Linked DNA regions of Manis pentadactyla: region 1 is linked to region 2. Evidence: chromatin contacts called from public Hi-C data. All regions are on one chromosome and are shown on one strand. Each heading gives the region's core, a stretch centred on a gene start, on an enhancer-like site or on the middle of the called end of the contact. The rest is flanking DNA. Distances are from core to core; before and after follow the strand shown.

Region 1 (3,333 bases), core at 327-2,826, 330 kb after region 2:
TGCCACATTAAAAAAAATTAACTTTCTTTCATTTCTCTTTCCTATCCACTGTTGTATTCAAAAGCAATGTAATGAAAATGATTGAGAAAAACAAAGAATACAAGGTACTTAACAATGCAGAAAAATTAAGAAAATAATAAAACAATCTCACATTCTTACTTATTTTCTTCTTAACCTGGAAAGCCCTTGCACCTCAGTTGAAACCGTATCTTATTGTCAAAGCAATAGAGCGTAGTGATTAAAAGGCCTTTTGTAGCTAGAAAGCTCAAGTACTATTCTGACTTTAATACTGTGTGACCTTGGGTAGGATATTTTCATTCACTCATTCATTCATCAAAAAGTCTGTTTCATTTGTCTTTTTCAGTTCAAAAGAATCCTGTGCCTCTAAAGAGTTTTGTTCTGAGGAGTAAAAGAAATAATTTATATAAAACACTAGGCACAAGGTCTGGCACTTTGTTAAGTGCTCGATAAATGTTGGCTAATTATTACTTTAAAGTCTAGAGAGCAGGACACCAACAGGGTGAATTCAACTATCATGCTTGCCAAATGTGCTCCCCTCTTCTAAAGGAACTCTCTCCCTGGAAAAAGCAATGTCATCTCAGGTGTTCGAAATGTTTGCTTTAGGAACAGTGTTCTACTCCTGAGACCTGTGTACACTGACACTAGAGTTCCCTGTTCCTCTCATTTCATTAGGGGCCTACGCCTTATTTGAGGGAGATGAGGAAGAGGGGCCATACAACCAAACACCCATCTATAAAGCCCCACTCTGTAAGACAGAGCAGACAAATCCCCTGGGAGAATGACAGCTGGGTATTCAGGAACACGGCCGGGGGAACTGGCCACACGGGCCGGCATCTCGAAGGCAGGCCGGTGCTGAGGGAGGCTGGGGCACTGCGGACCGGGCCGGTCGGGGCCGGGCGGGGGCGTGTCGGGACGCTCGTCCCGGGGCCAGCGGGGGTCGGGCAGGCCCGGGCCCGGGGCTCCGAGAAGGCTGCGCTGGGGGAGGGGACCCGGCACGGGGGAAAGGACACTGAGGGCCTCACCGCGGGCCGAGGCCAGTGGATAGAGCTTCTCCGCCTTCTGTAGGAAGCGCTGGGCCTTCTCGCGGTTGCCGGCGTTTAGGGCCTCCCGGGCGATCTCGACACATTTCTCCGCCTCGTCCCGGTTCCCCTCCATGGCCTACGCCTTTTTCCGTTTTCACCGGCAGCGAAGCTACGACGGGCGGAAGCCGCGGCCGCCGAGGCGAGGCCGGCCGGGCGGGGGCGTGCGGAGGTGAGCAGGGAGGAGCGCAGGGCACCACGGCGGCGGCGGCGGCCCGGGCGGACTGGCGGGCTCGCAGCTCCGCCTCCTCACGGCGGCCTCCCCGCCCCCCGCGGGCCGCTACGGCGCGAGCCGCACACCTCCCGGCCCTCGGGCCTGGGCGTCCCAGCCGACTCGGCCGGCCGTGCGCGGGGCCCAGCTCGGGGCTGGCCAGCCCGGCCGCCTGCAGGGGCTCCCGCCGAGGTGACCCCGCCGCCGCACGGGCAGCGCCGCGCCCCTTGACCTTGCCGCGCGGCGGCGGGGCGGGTGTTCTCTTCCCAGGCGGCCAGGGGAATGGACGGGGGAAAGGCCGCCCGTTTTCAGAATTCCCGGGGACTGCCCCGTCTCTGGGCCCACAGCCTGGGAGGATTCGGTCAGGTGAGGGCCGCGCTGTCAGTCCTTACGCAGCGCTTCCGGCACAGGTGTTGAGAGCGTTAGAGCGTCGCTTGGCCGTATCTCCGGGCCCGTTTTATGGCCATTTGATTTCAGCTACACAATTTTTCTGACCTAGATTTCACTAAATTCTAAGTACATCCAAGAGGTATAAAGCAACTGGTTTAATTTGTAGTTTGTAATTACTCCGGTGAAAAGCCCTAACCTTACTCCTTTATGACCAAAACATGGCAGGAACCGGCTGTTTGGGAATGTACCCACCACCAAGTGGTTTGGTTTTCTTTTATTTTCATGACATTGCCCCTGTGAAATGTACACCATGTCACTTTGGTCTCCTTAGTGGGTGGAAAAGGACACTTTCTGGTTGGTAAATTTTAACCCCCTACCCCCCCCACAAAAAGCCTTTAAGACAAATAATTTGCCAGAAAGTCAAAATGATCCCCTCAACCCAATCACAGAATACTCATTTTTAGTGTTGTCAAGCTATTGTTATGCTATCAAATACCATAACTCAATACTTTCAAGTCTTAATTCTTCTCTGTAAAATGGTAATAGTATTCCCCTCAAAATGTGTCCTTCATATTACAAAGTACTGAACTATTAATTCAGGCTTCAAAATGTGTAGCACACAGAAAATAGTTTGAATCTTCAAAATCTAAATTCAAAGTTCCTTCTATAGGGAGAGCTATATATACACAGTACTTCCCTACCTGCTATCTCCCTCTCCAAATCTTCACAATAACCGTGCACTGTTGTAGTGCTGTCATATAAGCAAACACAGCCGAAAAACTGAGGTGGTCAAACATAGTCTAAAAAACAGTAACTTACCAATTTCAGACCTTGCCAAGTTTTTAATCTTTAATAGCTCAATTACATAACATTAAAATTACACTTGGGCCTTGTGACTTAACAGAATTAAGGGCTTAATTTCAAGTTATTGGTCGATGAGGTACCTGTTCAAAAGAAAGGGGTTCCTATTACAATTAAGCAAATTTAAAACACAACTAGTTTGGGATATGACCTTTATTGAGCTTATCCACCAGAGTGGAAATAATGTCTGTACAAAACCAAATGTCTGTTACTATAACTTCTGCATCACAATTAAAATCCAAACAGTTTTTTAAAAACAGTCAACTCAATCAAAACCCACTACTTCAGAATCAATAGCTTCTTTGAAGCCACAGTAACACTTAAATATGGTTAAGACTCGAATGCAGAAATTTGGTTGGTTGGAAAGCTAATTAAACTTCCAACTTGCTCAAATAGAATTACAAAAAGGCAAAATTGTGTTTTTCACAGAGATACAGTCCACTGGAATCACCAACACTGGACAGCTGTTAAGAGTACTTAAGAGTCCTGAGATAATAAGGAATCCAGGCATCCTTTAGACAGTCTTCTGTTGTCCTTTCTTCCCAATAAGAGATTTGTGGATGTGTGGAATGACACCTAGAAGAGAGACAGGGATTAAGTCTACTTTTTAATATTTAAGATCACACAGTATTTAAAATCAAGACAGTTTATTTAAGCTTGGAAAATGCCTTTAAATGTGAAGTTCAAGTGTTCAAATTAAGTTTTACTTACCAATTTTCATGATGAACAATTCTACACGTAAGTGAAAATATACTTAAGTGCCCTAGACTA
Region 2 (3,348 bases), core at 553-3,052:
AGCATCATTACCATTATTATTTAAGCTATTCCCAATTAAGGCCATGCACTCCAGTAAGTCATTTTTTAAGCTTTGAATAAGCTAGATACACTGAGGCATGGAATACAACAATGTGCTAGCTTGAGATCCTATAAATTATTGCTTACAGCACACTTCACAAAGATTTTGTACCAACTCCCTCTGCCTGTACCATATAACAAGCATTTCACTATGTACTGGCTTGTTCGAAACATCTGTTAAACACAACATAAGTTTTACTAGATATATTATTTTAGTTGTGGCCAGTTTATAAGCTCCATGGCAGAGTTTTGTGTTGTTTCCCTCACACGCAGTGAAGCTCACAGTACACTTAAAATATTTAAAAAGGTTACTTTGTAACCATTACAGAATTATTTGTGTGAAATTGTTTATTTTGGCATATAAAAAATGTGGTTCATTTAGTCATATAAGTAGGTTATCAGTTGGTCTTATAAAACTAAGAACTGGATAAAGATAACTAAGACTTTTTGGGGTGGGATGAATACGTAAAAAAGTATCTCAGTCTTCTTTGTATTTCCACGTAGCACAGTTTCGGGAGTGAGGACACACATCATAAATCACTGAATGGCCATAAGAAAAGTTAAAAAAAAACTTCCATGGATTTTGACTGGGCTAAAATATAGTCTTCATAATTTGTGACACAGCCTCCTTCCAGCAAGATCCAAAAGAATATCCAATAACTGCAGAGTGGAATTAAATGAGTTGACAGTAATAGGGAAAAAATACCCTTTTCCAAATCTTTGCCAGATCTGCAGTAGCGAAGGCTCTGGTTCAGCGGCCAGGTGCCTCGGACAGAGGGCCAGGCTGGGCTGCGGGAGGTAAAACACAAACCAAAAAAAGTGATAGTCATCTGTTGATATCCTCTATTTCTAAAAAAAAAAAAATGCCCGAAATTCAACACCTAAAATGTTTCAGTGAAATCAAGTAACACCTCAGTCTTCTTCAAACGGTCCTCAGCTCACCACCTCTTGGGGACGCAGCACCTGCAGCGACTGCCCCCGGCTCTCCGCACAGGTCAGAGCGCTTAGTCTCGTCCACGCCTCGTCGGAAAAACGAGGCAAAGCAGCTCTCAAGAGGCACAGAGACTTGCCCCCAGTCTCCAGCCACCACGTGGCAGAACCACAACTCGTCTTCACAGTCCACATACCCCTCTTGCCATTTTTTGTAAACTCTCTTCACAGGAAATTAGAGACCGACCCCAAATACGTCGAACGTAGGCGCCCTACGGGGTAGGCAGAGTCCCGCCCCGCCCTCCCTCCCTGCCGCGGCCGACGCACGCTGGAAGCGGGACTAAACTGCAGCTAGTGAATCAGGGAGCAGTCGGCGGCGCTGGCGGAGAAGCGTTCTCTCTGACGTCATTTCCCTCGGGGACGGGGTAGCTGCGACCGCTTCTGCTGTCCCCGCCCCTCTCCCTGCCACTCCCCTTCTCCCCGGAAGCCCTAGTTGCTTGATGAGGGCGGCGTTGGCCCTCGCCACTTTGGCGCCCAGAGGGTGCGAAAGGGTAGGCGAGTGCCAGAAGACCTACGGAGGAGTAAGGAGGAGTTGTCGGGGTACCTGAGAGCATGGGCAGAAAGCCTTTCTGGATGTTGCTCACGAGTCCTTCGGAAACTCCAACTCCCAGAGGCAGGAACCATAGTTAACACGGACAAGGTCGCGGCGTTTCCTCTTACGTCATCTAACTGCGCCAACTTCACGCTGCAGTGGGAGAAAAAGGGGAAGGAGTTTAATATGGGGCGGGGTCTGGAGTTAGCGATTTTGGAGTGGGAGGTGGTTGCAGTGGTGTTTTTCCTCTTCAAGGCGAGTCCGTCCTGTGCGTGTGTATTCGTTTCATATATTCCTATGGGGATTGGGGTGAAGTGGGGTAGTGTTAAAAATTACTACCCTTAAAAGTTCCAAACAGTGACGTAGAGCTCTGAATTCATTTGTGTTGAAGAGAGGAAAGCCTCTCTTGCCTAAACTACTTAAAATGTATACGGAAGAGGGTTGCCAGTATCACGTGATTTTACACAAATGGAAAATAAAATTTAAAATCTGAGTCAAATTCTTAATATCTCCATTCATTTCTTGTATGGTTTTTCCAATGCTGTTATGCAAAATAGGTGACATTTCATTGTTTATAATACTTAACCATATTTAACCTTTTTGCTAAATATACAGATCAAGTCAACTGAAGCAAAACCGAAACTTAGCCCCTTAGATTGTCTTTTGTATTTGGTTTTTGATTTGGTTCTACTGCTAAAAGATGATTATTGCAGAATTTGAAGATAAGAATGAGGTTTGAATGAATAGTAGACTGCCATCTCATGGAAAGAATGCTGAAGTAAATTATTTTTTATTTTTGAGAACATATTTGAACATATTTAAAGATTTCAGTGAATAGAAAATTCAGTTCAGAATTTGTTTTCTAAAATAATTGAAATTTCTCTAAGTTTAGTCACAAAACTGAAGTCACTCTTGAAACGCTCAAATTTTACTTGAAAAGCTGTCAGCTATAAGACCATGTGAATCACTTTCTGTTTCTTTCTCCTCTCAAATCTAAAAGGTCTCTTAACTGAGCATTGACAACGAAGTCTGGATTCGTTTGTGGTCTGTTAGTAGGGCATCTTTTTTCAGCTACCTCCATATCAGGGCCAAGAGTAGCTGAGGGAGGATTAGTAATTGGATATGGAGCCCTTCACATGTAGGTCATTAAATTCAAGCTGGCACAGTGCTATGCCAAATCTTTTCAACAGCTGTTCAGTTGTCCCTCTGGATCTGCCTTATGAATAATTACATTTTTTTTTCAGAGTTAATACCATCCTTAGATATTTAAAACAAAATTTTCAAATTACTTTAAAATCCCTTATGCATTAGTAGTGGAGTCAATGGGTTTTCTTTTGACATAGCCATTTAACCTTATATGGTGCGAAATTTAAAATGATTCTAGTATCAATCTAAAGCAAGCTCCAAAAAAGTACTAGCAAATAAAATAAAAGGGGCAGTTTAACCAGAGATTGAAACATATAGAAAGTTTGGGAAGGTAAAGTCATGCTATAAGTAATACTATTTCCAGTGATTTGTAAAATTTGTGTGTTTATTTGGGACGTTTTTTGAGTTCCATGCTTTTTGTCTTAATACTGTTGATATGAAGTTAATTAAATCATGATCTCTGTCCTTAAGGAATCCCTAATCTAGTGGGATAGTCAATGGCAAATAAATACCATACTATACAACATATAATGTATTTGAGATGCATGTACATGGAAAGGAGCAACTAAATGCTCCTGGAGGCAGGGGATGTGGTTTTAGAAACTGAATAATTTGCCCCAT

The links. Hi-C and Micro-C count contacts between places; a contact is called where the count stands out from the background.
Region 1: a contact with region 2 is called in a Hi-C map of skin fibroblasts, with 5 times the contacts expected there. The contact joins the promoter of DNAJB14 here to the promoter of TRMT10A in region 2. A contact is called at or near these places in 2 of 3 Hi-C or Micro-C datasets (blood and skin fibroblasts).

The regions. Positions count from the first base shown.
Region 1 is chr5:84,079,973-84,083,305 of mManPen7.hap1, forward strand. DNAJB14 (DnaJ heat shock protein family (Hsp40) member B14) reads right to left here and starts at 1,577. Exons shown (of 8, transcript XM_036914038.2): 1 at 1,044-1,577. The coding sequence starts at 1,176. It overlaps LOC118926723 (histone H2A.Z), which reads right to left. Exons shown (of 5, transcript XM_036914043.2): 5 at 2,698-3,138. The coding sequence ends at 3,077.
Region 2 is chr5:83,752,781-83,756,128 of mManPen7.hap1, forward strand. It overlaps TRMT10A (tRNA methyltransferase 10A), which reads right to left and starts at 1,803. Exons shown (of 8, transcript XM_036914052.2): 1 at 1,594-1,803.